Linked DNA regions of Macaca mulatta: region 1 is linked to region 2. A link is a contact called in public Hi-C data. All regions are on one chromosome and are shown on one strand. The core of a region is the stretch at or near the end of the contact, and the rest is flanking DNA. Distances in the headings are between cores, read along the strand shown.

Evidence for each region. Hi-C and Micro-C count contacts between places; a contact is called where the count stands out from the background.
Region 1: a contact with region 2 is called in a Hi-C map of fetal cortex germinal zone, with 3 times the contacts expected there. The contact joins the promoter of SIX1 here to the promoter of SIX6 in region 2. A contact is called at or near these places in 2 of 14 Hi-C or Micro-C datasets (fetal cortex germinal zone and fetal cortical plate).

What each region holds. Positions count from the first base shown.
Region 1 is chr7:133,781,243-133,786,776 of T2T-MMU8v2.0, forward strand. It overlaps SIX1 (SIX homeobox 1), which reads right to left and starts at 1,773. Exons shown (of 2, transcript XM_001096585.5): 1 at 715-1,773. The coding sequence starts at 1,274. It overlaps LOC144330267 (a long non-coding RNA gene), which reads left to right and starts at 4,058. Exons shown (of 2, transcript XR_013396292.1): 1 at 4,058-5,534.
Region 2 is chr7:133,621,802-133,627,665 of T2T-MMU8v2.0, forward strand. SIX6 (SIX homeobox 6) reads left to right here and starts at 3,998. Exons shown (of 2, transcript XM_015143827.3): 1 at 3,998-4,820. The coding sequence starts at 4,249.

The DNA of each region.
Region 1 (5,534 bases), core at 523-3,022, 160 kb after region 2:
TCCTCGTCTGGGCAGGCAGCGCGTTCAGCCAGACCGACGGGCTGCAGTGCCGGGCCACGCGCGAGCGAGCACGACGAGGATCAACCCTTTCTTAATTTGGGGCGCCGGGGAGTAAATGCAGCGCCAACTCTCTCCAGAGCTCTCTTTTTGGTGTGTTTTTAAAAGACCCCGCCCTTTGTCCAGCTACTGAGAAATGAAGCAGGCGACCCCTAATCCAAAAGACTATCGAGAGCGAGCGGTGGAGAACCCGCAAGGAGTGGGGGCAGAGCCAATGTCTCAGACCAGCTTCACCCCTCTGGGGAGCGAAGAGGAGAGAGGTTCGCTAACCTCAGCTCCCACCGAACTCCTTTCCTTGCGACGCCAATCAACACTTCATTGCCCGTTGATTTAGAAACTCACTCTCCACCCACCACTCCAAGCCGCGGCCAGCCAGGGAGGCATGAAAACCAAACCTAGCGCCAATATTTCCCGAAACTCACATCCCAGAGAAACCCACGCGCGGGTGCTCAAAGCAAATGAGGCCCCATTCTTAGCAAGGAACCTCAGAGTTCATGAACTTTCTCTGCAGCGCTGCGGAGGCCTGCGCGCCGCCCCGTGGACGGGCTTCGGCCGGCCAGGAGGACTTGGTGGCTGGTGCCTGCGGGGGCGGGAGGGGGCGAAGGGGAAAGGAAGGCTTCCTGGGGTCGCCCGAGTCGCGGGAAGCACGCCGCGTACCTTTCCTTGGCCTCCGCGGCCCGGTCTCTTTGCCTCCGGTTCTTAAACCAGTTGCTGACCTGCGTGGTGGTGAGGCCGGTAGCTTCGGCCAGCTCCCGCTTCTCGCGCGGCGAGGGGTAGGGATTGTGAGCGTACCACTCCCGCAGGACACCCCTCGACTTCTCCTTGAAGCAGTAGCTGGTCTCCTCGCCGTCCCAGATGGTGCGCGGCAGTGGAAATTTTCGGCGCACCCGATATTTGCCCACGGCGCCCAGGGGTCGGCCGCGCAGCTTCTCGGCCTCCACATAATGCGCCTTCAGCCACAGTTGCTGCAGTTTGGGGTGGTTGTGAGGCGAGAACTGGTGGCTCTCCAGGATCTTGTAGAGCTCACGGAAGTTGCCGCGGTGGAAGGCGACCACCGCCTTGGCCTTGAGCACGCTCTCGTTCTTGTGCAGGTGGTCGCAGGCGGGCAGTGACCACAGGAACCTACCCAGGCGCTCCAGGTTTCCGCCTTGCTGCAGAACCTCGCACACGCATGCCACTTGCTCCTGCGTAAAGCCAAACGACGGCAGCATCGACATGGCTGGGGCCTGCCGGGGCGCAGGGCCCAGGCGCACGCGGCAGGGAGCAGAGCCGAGAGGCAGGGGGCGGCGGCCGCAGGGAGGGGGCGCGGCTGTTCCTAACCTCCTCCTTAGGCTTTGCAAAGGCGAAAACCCGAGTCAGAACTTGGAGGTGGGCAGCCAAGCAAGAGAAGGCGGAGGAGTAGGGTACGCTCTGAACATGGAACCGCCGGCGCACTCAGTAGCCTTTAGGGCCTTGCTGCCTCCGACCTCCCGCCCGGTGGATGCTGCTAGTTGCCGGGGAACTTGGTTTCTGTTCTCCCCGCAGCGGCCTTAAAGCTCGCAGCGTCCCCGGCACGCTGATTGGCTGCGGGCGGCGCCTATCCCGGGCTGGCCAGCCAGCGCGCCGCCCGGCTGGGCAGAGAGGCCGCACCGCCCATCGAGGCCGCACCGCCCAGCGCGGGGAGGGCGAGGCTGAGGAGCTGGGGGTTGGGGGTGTTGCCGGGGCTGCGCAGGGAGGGAGTGGTGGGAGGAGAAGGAAGAGGAAAGGTGGGAAGCCAGTTGGGGTCTGAGGGAGCTGCGCTGCGGAGGTGTGGGGAGATAGAGAGTGGGTGAGCGCGTCAGGACCCTGCAGCGCGGGACCCGTCACCAGTATCACCTAAGGGGAGTCGCGCAAAACTCCGCACAAATCAATTACTCCAAACCTTAATTCCTCCCCTCTCCCTCCGTACTCTTGCTTTCATCCCTTACAAACTTGCCCTTTCCCGGTGAGCTCATATTTAATTACTTTAATGTTGGAATGAATAAATAATGGATTGATGAATAGCTTATGGAACGCGATAAATAATTCAAGAGCAGACCTGGGTCTCCGCATGCAGCCTCTGGAGCAGTGGCTTCTCTTCGGGTTGGCTTCAGCTCGAGAAGCCAACCCTATTTCCTTCCCCCTCCCCCCACCAACTCCCACTGTCCTCCCCCAGCTGCCGCACACCACCCTCCAAAGGGCACAAGTACTCCCAGTCGGACAGCGTTTCCCTCATTCACAAAGGACGTCCATGATTTGAGACCAGGCAAAGAGGTGTTTCGGGCATACTTGCTGAGCACCTAGAGACTCCGAGCGTTCATTTGTGATTTGGTATCTTAATGTTCTGCGGTTGAAACCAGCAGGTTCCTGAAGCTTCTAGACTCAATTTCCCCCATCTGTGCTGTTGCGTTTTCCAATGCCACTTCTGCTACTGAGGAATGCCGAGAAGCTTTACTTGCTATTAGCAAAAAATGCTTTGGGAACCTCGTACGAAAGGCGCTGGATGTGGTGTAAATTAAATAAAATTGTGCCCGGCTCCAATAACCGTCCGGTTGTAACATAATCCTTACCCTGCTCTGAGAGGGACACTGCCCTCAAAGCGAGGACGACAGCGGCTCCAAGAAGATTAAATAAAGAGGGGTGTGTGTGTGTGTGTGTGTGTGTGTGTGTGTGTGTGTGTGTGTTGCAATGCTGGCCTATTTTGCTGCCAAGGAATGAGAGATGTACTGCAATTTAAGTCCCATCATCTGCTGTTTTGTTTATGTGTGGAGAATGCTTAGTAAAACTGCACAAACAAATGAAGTTGTAATTATCTTAAGCCTCATTTGCACACCTGGTTCCAAAGCAATTATTAAAAAGATTTTGAAGACAATTAGCCTCTCTAAACAAAGATAATCTATTGTCGGTAGCTGAGACCAGCAGGAGATAAGAACAATGCGTGGAGATAAGGGAAGCCAAATGGTGGAAGGAGAGTGACTTTATGACTATACTTATCTCTGATTAGATAAGTTCAAAACAGAATTCTAAGTACACTTCAAAAATGCTTTTGATTTCAATGTGCCCTCTTAGTGAGTGGTGAAGAACAAACTGTAGGCTCCTTAAACTAGCTTGTCTTCTTTAAATATGTTTTGATTCCTTTAGTCAAAGAGCCCAGCACCACAGAACCTTCTGCATATTGAGATGCAAGTGGGAGAAGGAGAAGCAGTGTCTGGGTTTCCCCTTTTATTATTAATATGGTTTTAAAATGATGCACCCAGTACAGTGCACCCTGCAACATACATTCTAAACTCATATAGGGTTCCCACCTCAGGGTTGCCACATGGGAGATTCCAAGTAGACAGGAAGCTGCTTCTCTGCTGAACATAATGCTTTCTGCATCCTGGAAACTCTTGCTTATTCCATGCAATTAGATCTTGGAAGCAGATGCTTATATTTCATTACCTTAGGCTTTTAAAAAAAATGCATTTAATGGGTGTGCATTCTTTCAAAAGAGCCTCTGCCATATAGTATGCCCAATGACTTTCTAAACTGGAAGCCTGGCACTGTTAAACCCAGAGCCACCTCTGGTAATTTCCCCTCACTGTCTCATTTTAGTGCTTATGATGTTTCACATGAAGTCTTAAGGAGCTGCAGTGTCCTCCCAGAAGGAATGTCTCTGCTTGAAACAGTCCTTATTGACATGGCAGCTGTGTGAGGACCGGAACGGAGGCTTAAACCCGGCTCTAAAAAATCAGTTAATACCCTAAAGTCTGGAGCAAGTGCGCACAATTACAAGGAGGGGAGGGTCTTTAAGCACAACCACGTCTCTTGAAAGACAAACAGTATGTTGAGTATGAGGTCTGATTTGTAATTAACAATTCTGTATAAGGAAATGAGGCATAGCCTGGACAAATAAGGGCAGGTATACATTTACAGAGGATGACAGAGAGCAGAGAGATGGCAATTAGACACGAATAGGACCACCTTCCCCCCCACCCCACCCCGGCTTCCTCCAGACCTACCTGCCTATTTCTTTTTACTTGTCTTCAAAAGGAACCAGGACGTACTATATATTGCCGTCAACTGGGAAAACGACGTGTAGAAGCTGTGATTGCGGGAACCCGGGTAGAAGAGAAGAGGTGCTCTTCCTCGGAGGCCGTGACTGGGCCCGCCAACATTTTTCCTCCCGCTTAATCCAATAGATCGAGTAACTGGAAATGGAAAGTGCTCTGCGCTTTATACCAAGGAGTCTACCTGCTATTTCGATCCCTCGGTTAGGGGAACCAATTGTTATAAATGTTAATTATTGGCTCGGATATATAAGGTTTCCCAAATGGAATCTTTTACTGAAAATCACTAAAAAAGATAAAATGACATGAATTTACAAACCACCTAAACCAAATGATCCATTTAAAATCGCACGCAGAAAGGTTTGAGTTGTTCTGGTAACATAAAACCTTTGCTGTCAATGCAAATCGCACGAAAAGCAGAGATGCGTTGGAGATTTAAAGGAAACAAGCAACTCTAGCCAGCGGCTGCTGCCCTCGCCGCAGCGCGGCTTGGGAGAGAACACCGCTGGCAAGGAGCGCCCGATGCTAGGTTTCGGCTCTCCAGTGCCTCCTCTGTGCAGGTAACGGCCGCGTGCGCATAATTAGTCGACAAAAAAGCATTCAATGGGACAGCATTAGCAGTTGCTAGGGTTTCTCAGCTGGGTTCACATAGGCCTTGATGCAAACACTCCTAGCTGGGACCTACTTGTTTCCCTTCTGGCTTGGAGCAAGATACTTTGGGGCTCCCGGGCAGCTTTGTTGTAATTCTTTCACCATCCAGAACGACGGTGAGGATCCTACTCTACCTACAAATATTTGGAAAGGGAGGGCACAGAGAGGTGTTTCTTCAATAAATTCGTGTCATCGCTCTGGGGCAGTGCGGAGACTCCCCAAATCCGGGCTGAAGTGCCAAAATTATTTTTCTTGTGCTTAGTCGGAAACTCCGGGTGCCCTCGACCCTTGGGAACTCCGACTCTGACGGCCGGCGTGGCGCCGGAGCAGCAGCCCACCTGTTCCTGGGGGACGCCGCTCTCCACGAGGTCTGAATAGGCCTGGGGCTCAGGCAGAGAGATTTGCGGACTCAGAGAAGAGAAACCCAAAACCAGTCCATTAGTAAATGAGTTTTGTGTTGTCAAGGTTCTTTCCCATCCACTTGCTGTTCTGAAAAATAGATCACGTTTCGTTATCTTTAGTGGGAATCTGCAACGTGACACCGGATCCGCGCGGCCCCCGCCTCCCTCCCTGCCTCTCTCTGCCTGGCGGAGGGGAGCAGGCGGGCCTCCTCAGCTTATTTCTGAACAATGAAGATTTGTCTGTTCCCCAAGTGTATTTATCTATGTACGGAGGGAGGAAGTTTTCTCCTGGAAGCGGGAAGCTCGAGAGCAGAGCCTCCTACTTCCTTGGTGCGAAAACGCTGCGCTGGCCCAAGATTCAGGGCGACCGCCGCCCCCC
Region 2 (5,864 bases), core at 2,748-5,247:
TCTCAGAAATATACAATTAAAGCGCCTTCTCTGTTCTTTGTTACAAGGTGCACAATGGCAGGGGAGGAATGCGTGAAATACAGCAATCTACCTAAGCAGTTTATTAGGATAGTTAGTAGTACTTTAAAAATAGAATATTGAATTCATTCCAAAATCTGAAGGTCTGTACTATCAAATACATGAACAAACACACATCTATATTTATGCATATGATATACCTGAAAATCAGAATGCCAAATAAATGTTTGAAAGTGTAAATTTTTAATACTGTAATTTCAAAGTCTGAAAAATGCCTTTTAAAACTTTCTAGATTATTTTTATACTTTTTTAAAAGTAGAGTTATAAAAATTAAAAGCCAGTTGTCACTACCAACACTCGGCTTTGAGACACAGGAAAGGGAAACCAAGATCTCTTCCAAAGTCCAAATCACACAAAAGACTGGGGACCTCATTGTCTTCCAGTCTGTGACTCTCAGATGCAGCACAAATATCTTTATCAAGGAATTCAGACGGACTCAATTACTGCATTCTTAAAACATCTCATTATGTGAAATTGCCTGAGGAAAAAAAACAAAAACACATCATTTTAAAAAAGACATTTGACTTAGGAAAAGTCAAAGAAAAGATAAGATTGGAACCCAGAGGTAAGAAAGTATTGACTTCTAAGCACTGCTCTCCTCTGGCAAATGTGAGCTACTGGTCGGCAGAGTGTAACAAGAATTCCACCTGTCCTCTACTCTAGAGAGGAAAATCAGTAGGGGCAGAGCGAGGAGTGAGATCCCCATATGTGCAGAAGTCCCACACTGAACTCCGGATATTTCTGGCATGAGCCTCAGAATTCCCTGGGGCACACTGCCTAAATCCAGCAGCAACAGTTAGCTACAGAACCTGCCCTTGGACATCATCTTCTACATGCTTTTTTCTCCATATTTGCCCCACAAAATGCAACTCTAGAGAAAGCTGAGTAGACGTCTATGGATTCCCGGCAAGACCCGAGAGTTTGTCCAAGACCTCATGTCTCAATCTACTAGCTGCAAACTAGCGGTAGAAAGTTGCAAAACCACCCAGACAGGCCCAAGGCCAAGTGCTGCCACTGTACTTTCTTGATTTCCTGGTCAAATGCAAAGGAAAAATGAAATGTGGGATAAGAAGTGAGGGGTTGCCTGGAGGGCTGGCACAAAACCTCAAAACTGGTAAAAGAAAAAAAAAATTACACCCTTCCGTAAAATTAAGAAAAGCCAGCCCGAAGATACAGTTTTCGTCTGGCAAACCTAGGAGAAGTACACCTTAAGGGTGGGGTGAGGGTCACCGCCTTCCCCCAAACAGGGTTATTTCTAAGGAATCCCGTGAAGCTTCCCTCTTTCCCAGGGGGCTCGGCTCACATACTTCTTCCTGTTCGTCCCTTCCCCTTGTGAAGCCGGGGAACAAATAAGTGATTCCAAGGTGCCCTGGCGCAGTCTATTTCCTTTGGGTTAATAAAATTAAATCAAGTCCCTTGCGATGGCGAAGATGGATCTCCTGATAGTAGACCCCGATCTCCAGGCGCTTCTCAGTCCCTTCCTGCCGAGCGACCAGACAGTGCTCGGACTCTGCCACAGGCAGCCCGCACCCTTCTGGCGGCTCCCGCGCGGCCAACTCAGACTCTTAGTTCCAGTTGCCCGCAAGCCTCAGAAGCCAAAGCACCCTCATCTAATTATCTGCAGAACTATTATCCAAGAAATGGGCCATAGGATAAATATTCCCATTTCCTGGATGGGGCCCCTAGACTGTCGACTTGCTCACAAAGATTAAGGGTAAGAAACCAGCTCTCCCCGAAAGTACCGCTTCCAAACTGTCCAGCAAAAGGGCGAGGGGGACGTGTGGTCTCCTGGGGCATGGACAATCTCTCCCACCTCAGCAACTAGGCGCTGGGATCTGGGTCGGCTCTCGGCTTGGCTCGCAGGCTGTAAGGTCTCCGAGGACCCCACCACCTCGTCTGCATGCGAAGGGTGCGCGCCAAACAATTTCGTGAGCAATAGCCCGCAGAGGAACCATCCCGAGAGGGAAAATAAACCTCTGCAAACTGGAGCAAGGGGGTGCTTTCCTTCCCTGGCCAGAAGCTCCGGGATCGCAGCCCTCCCGGGTCCGGCTTCATCCCTGCCCGGCCCCCTCCCAGGCCCTCATTTTCTGCACCACGGATTCTCCTCCGCCTGCATGTTCGGGGCCCTTGTACGCGATGTTTCTTTTTAAAAGTTGTCCTGCCAGCTGATTCAAAAGTCGCTCCAAGGGAAATAAGGTTTATGCTTTGTCATTATCTTCATCGCCCTCTTTGTTTTGCCCCTGCCCTGTCGTATTTCAAGAAAATGAACTCTTAGAAAAGAAAGCCTCTCCGTTGAGGCGGTTGGCAATCTCACAGAAATGATGTAAATGGTTTCAGGGCTTTTTTCTTCCCCTCTGCTATTTTTTTAGAGTGAACTGTGAAGATCTGTGAAAATAATATCAGGGTTTTCCGTCAGAACGAGCTTTGCCCTGCACTCAGGCGTGGCGTGATCTGACCCGACACCTCCAACCATCTGTGCTATCTATCTGCCTTCTGATTTACCAGATCTGTACAAGCCGCATACAAATTGTACTTGATACTAAAGAAAAGACAGTCGGGCCCAGTCCAGTTCGGCGGTGAACATTCTCATCTCATTTCTGTCTAGGGATGGACCTCCCCAAAACTGTTTTCCTGGCGTTTTTGTTATACAGCCCCCTACCAGTTATTTTTTTCAGACTAAACAAACCCTTACCACAGGACCGGATGAGATCATGGTTTCTTTGACCCAGGCCTCAGAAAATGGTACGATGTGGACTGCCAATTGGGAATCAATAAAAGTTGCCAATTCACTCTACTAGCCCAAAGTCAGAGACACCAAGTCACTCCTTCCTCACTACAGGAGGGGTCAGTGCTCAGAGGCTTAAGAAGCGCTTTCTAGGCCCCCGCATTGTAGTGGATTCCTTTCTGTATTGTATTTTTACTGAATTGCTTTTGGGCTAAAATGCCAAGGTTAGAATTGTTATCCCCAGCTCAAGAGGTATATGTTCTAACACAAGGTAGGGGCAAAATAAGCCTGCAAGGAAAGGAGTTAAGTCGATATTTTTTAAAAGATATCGGAAATAAGCTTTTAAGTTGCTGTCCTGACCTACCAATGACTTCTCAGCTCTAGATGTGGCTATACTGCACATTTGTTCAAGCCCATTAAACTGGGGGAGGGGGAGAAAGTATATTTATCCTCTTTATTTGGAGGTCCCTAGAGCCCACCCTTCTTTTCTTAAAGTGTCTGACTTCGTGGTCTGCATCTGCGTTATCAGACGTGAACATGTCCTTGTTCTCATTTAAAATTTTAGTGGGCTTTGAAGGGAATAAGGCTAGAGTTCAAACTGACCTCTTCTACAGATCCCTGGTCCTGTTCCTGCTGCTCCAGATTTGCTTCCCACTCAGCTGCTTTGGCAACTGGAAACGGGAAGAGGGAGGCATGTAGAGATGGGTACTTGGGAAAAAATGAGAAGATCGCTTCCCCTCACCTGCTTCCTGCTCCCACCGCAAGGTTTGCTGTTTTGCTACAACTAAACTTGCGAATTCTCGGAGCATTTCAGTTTGGCTCAGTCCTCTTTGTCCTCTGGAGACCTCTCGACCGAGACAACGCATCGCCCCAAAGTGAATTCCTGAATTCCTGTAGCATCACTGCTTCTTTGGTGGGAAAGGGGAGGGAGGGGTAGAGTGGGGTGGGGGAGGGAAGAAGAGTGAATTCTGCCGCACTCGCCTCTCTTTTTCTCCCAGACACTCGCATGTCTTTTCAACCTCCAGGTTCTGCAAAATACTGAGGAAAAGTCCAGGGACTAACGGCGGGCGCTGTCGAGCACGGGGAGGTGCTGAAACAGTCGTGGCTTGCTGGTCCAAGCTTTGATTGGCAGAGCCAGCCGGTGACTGACAAGGGGTCTCCATGGCGCCCGCGCCGTCAATCCGCCCACCCCAGTAGCGGAGCCAGCTCTCCTGCCCGCGTGCTTGAGCCGAGCCGAGCCCGAACCTGGAGCCGAGGAGCCAGCACCTCCTCCAGTCAGGGCCGCCCGCTCCCGGCCGTTGCGCCACCGCCGCCACCAGTCGTGTGTCCCCGCTGCCCCAATCCGCCTCATCGACAAGAGCCTGGCGCACTCAGCCAGGCCCGCGGGCATCTGCTGCGTGTCCCGCTCCGGGCTCAGTGCCCTCGCCGCTGCCGGAGCTGCCTCGATGTTCCAGCTACCCATCTTGAATTTCAGCCCCCAGCAAGTGGCCGGGGTATGCGAGACCCTGGAAGAGAGCGGCGATGTGGAGCGCCTGGGTCGCTTCCTCTGGTCGCTGCCCGTGGCCCCTGCGGCCTGCGAGGCCCTCAACAAGAATGAGTCGGTGCTGCGCGCACGAGCTATCGTGGCCTTTCACGGTGGCAACTACCGCGAGCTCTACCATATCCTGGAAAACCACAAGTTCACCAAGGAGTCGCACGCCAAGCTGCAGGCGCTCTGGCTTGAAGCACACTATCAGGAGGCTGAGAAGTTGCGTGGAAGGCCCCTGGGGCCGGTGGACAAGTACCGAGTAAGGAAGAAGTTCCCGCTGCCGCGCACCATTTGGGACGGCGAACAGAAGACACACTGCTTCAAGGAGCGCACGCGGCACCTGCTACGCGAGTGGTACCTGCAGGATCCATACCCTAACCCCAGCAAAAAGCGTGAGCTCGCCCAGGCAACCGGACTGACTCCCACGCAGGTGGGCAACTGGTTCAAAAACCGCCGACAAAGGGACCGAGCGGCTGCAGCCAAGAACAGGTCGGTACCTACAGGCCTCCGCGATTTGGGCGCACCGGGGAGGAGGCGGGTGGAGGCACCTCTGGCGCCGTTACCCAGTCCCTGGCGACTCCAATTCAGCAGGAGTTGGGAGCGCGGTCTGTCTCGGGTTAAGAGACCACTTGCGTTCTGGGTTTCTGGAGTTCCCTTCCCGGCTCTGCTTCCCCACCCACTGGTTCTCCACGCCTCCGGGCAGCTGCAGCAGCTGGTCCCGGTCACCAAACCAAGGCTTCACTGGGACGGAGAGGGGAAGAGAAACAAAAATTAAAATCCTACAATTAGAGACCCCAAGACCCAAAGCTAATTCTTGTTAGCCTGGGCACAGGCTCCTACTATTAATGGAAGCCTGACTTATTAGCAGTGTGTCGGTTTCATGTTAATTATCATTTTCAAAGCCCAGGTGCATCCCTCCGTAATGCTTTGAAAACAGTTTTCAATGCACTTTTGAGAAATAGGAAGTCGAGTTTTCCTCTTCCCATGCGCTGCCTGCCACCCTTGTCTCAAAACAGCAAACTAGTCGATGGGCCGAGGCTTTTCATTTCCCGGAGTGTGGATCTCGATGAGCCAAACATTTTGCGGAAGAGCACAGCCTCATCCCCCAGGCCCAAATGCTTCTTACAATCCTTTTTCCCTTTAGGTCGGGCCGACCCGATCCAACGCGATCGCGGGAGCACTGACTCAGGCGTACGCCCCAGGCAGACGCACCATTAGAAATGGAATCCCATGTCCCCGGGACCGATTTGTCCTTGTCACCCACGCTTCGTTTATTTCCTGACAGTCCTGTTTATCTCCCAAAGGTGGACAACAAATGGGGAGGACCCTGCAAGCCCAGTATACCAAAGACCTGGGAGCTGGGGCGCTGAGAAAGGGCGCGAATGATGGTGGGGCACAACAGTAGGGGCCCGCGGAGGGGCGGCCGCGGACTCCTGCCCGACCTCTAACGCCTTGCCGGGAAATCCTCGCCTTAACTGCTCGGGTCTACGGAAGAGCCTCTGGCCGCCGGGCTGGAGGGACACAGGAGGTGGT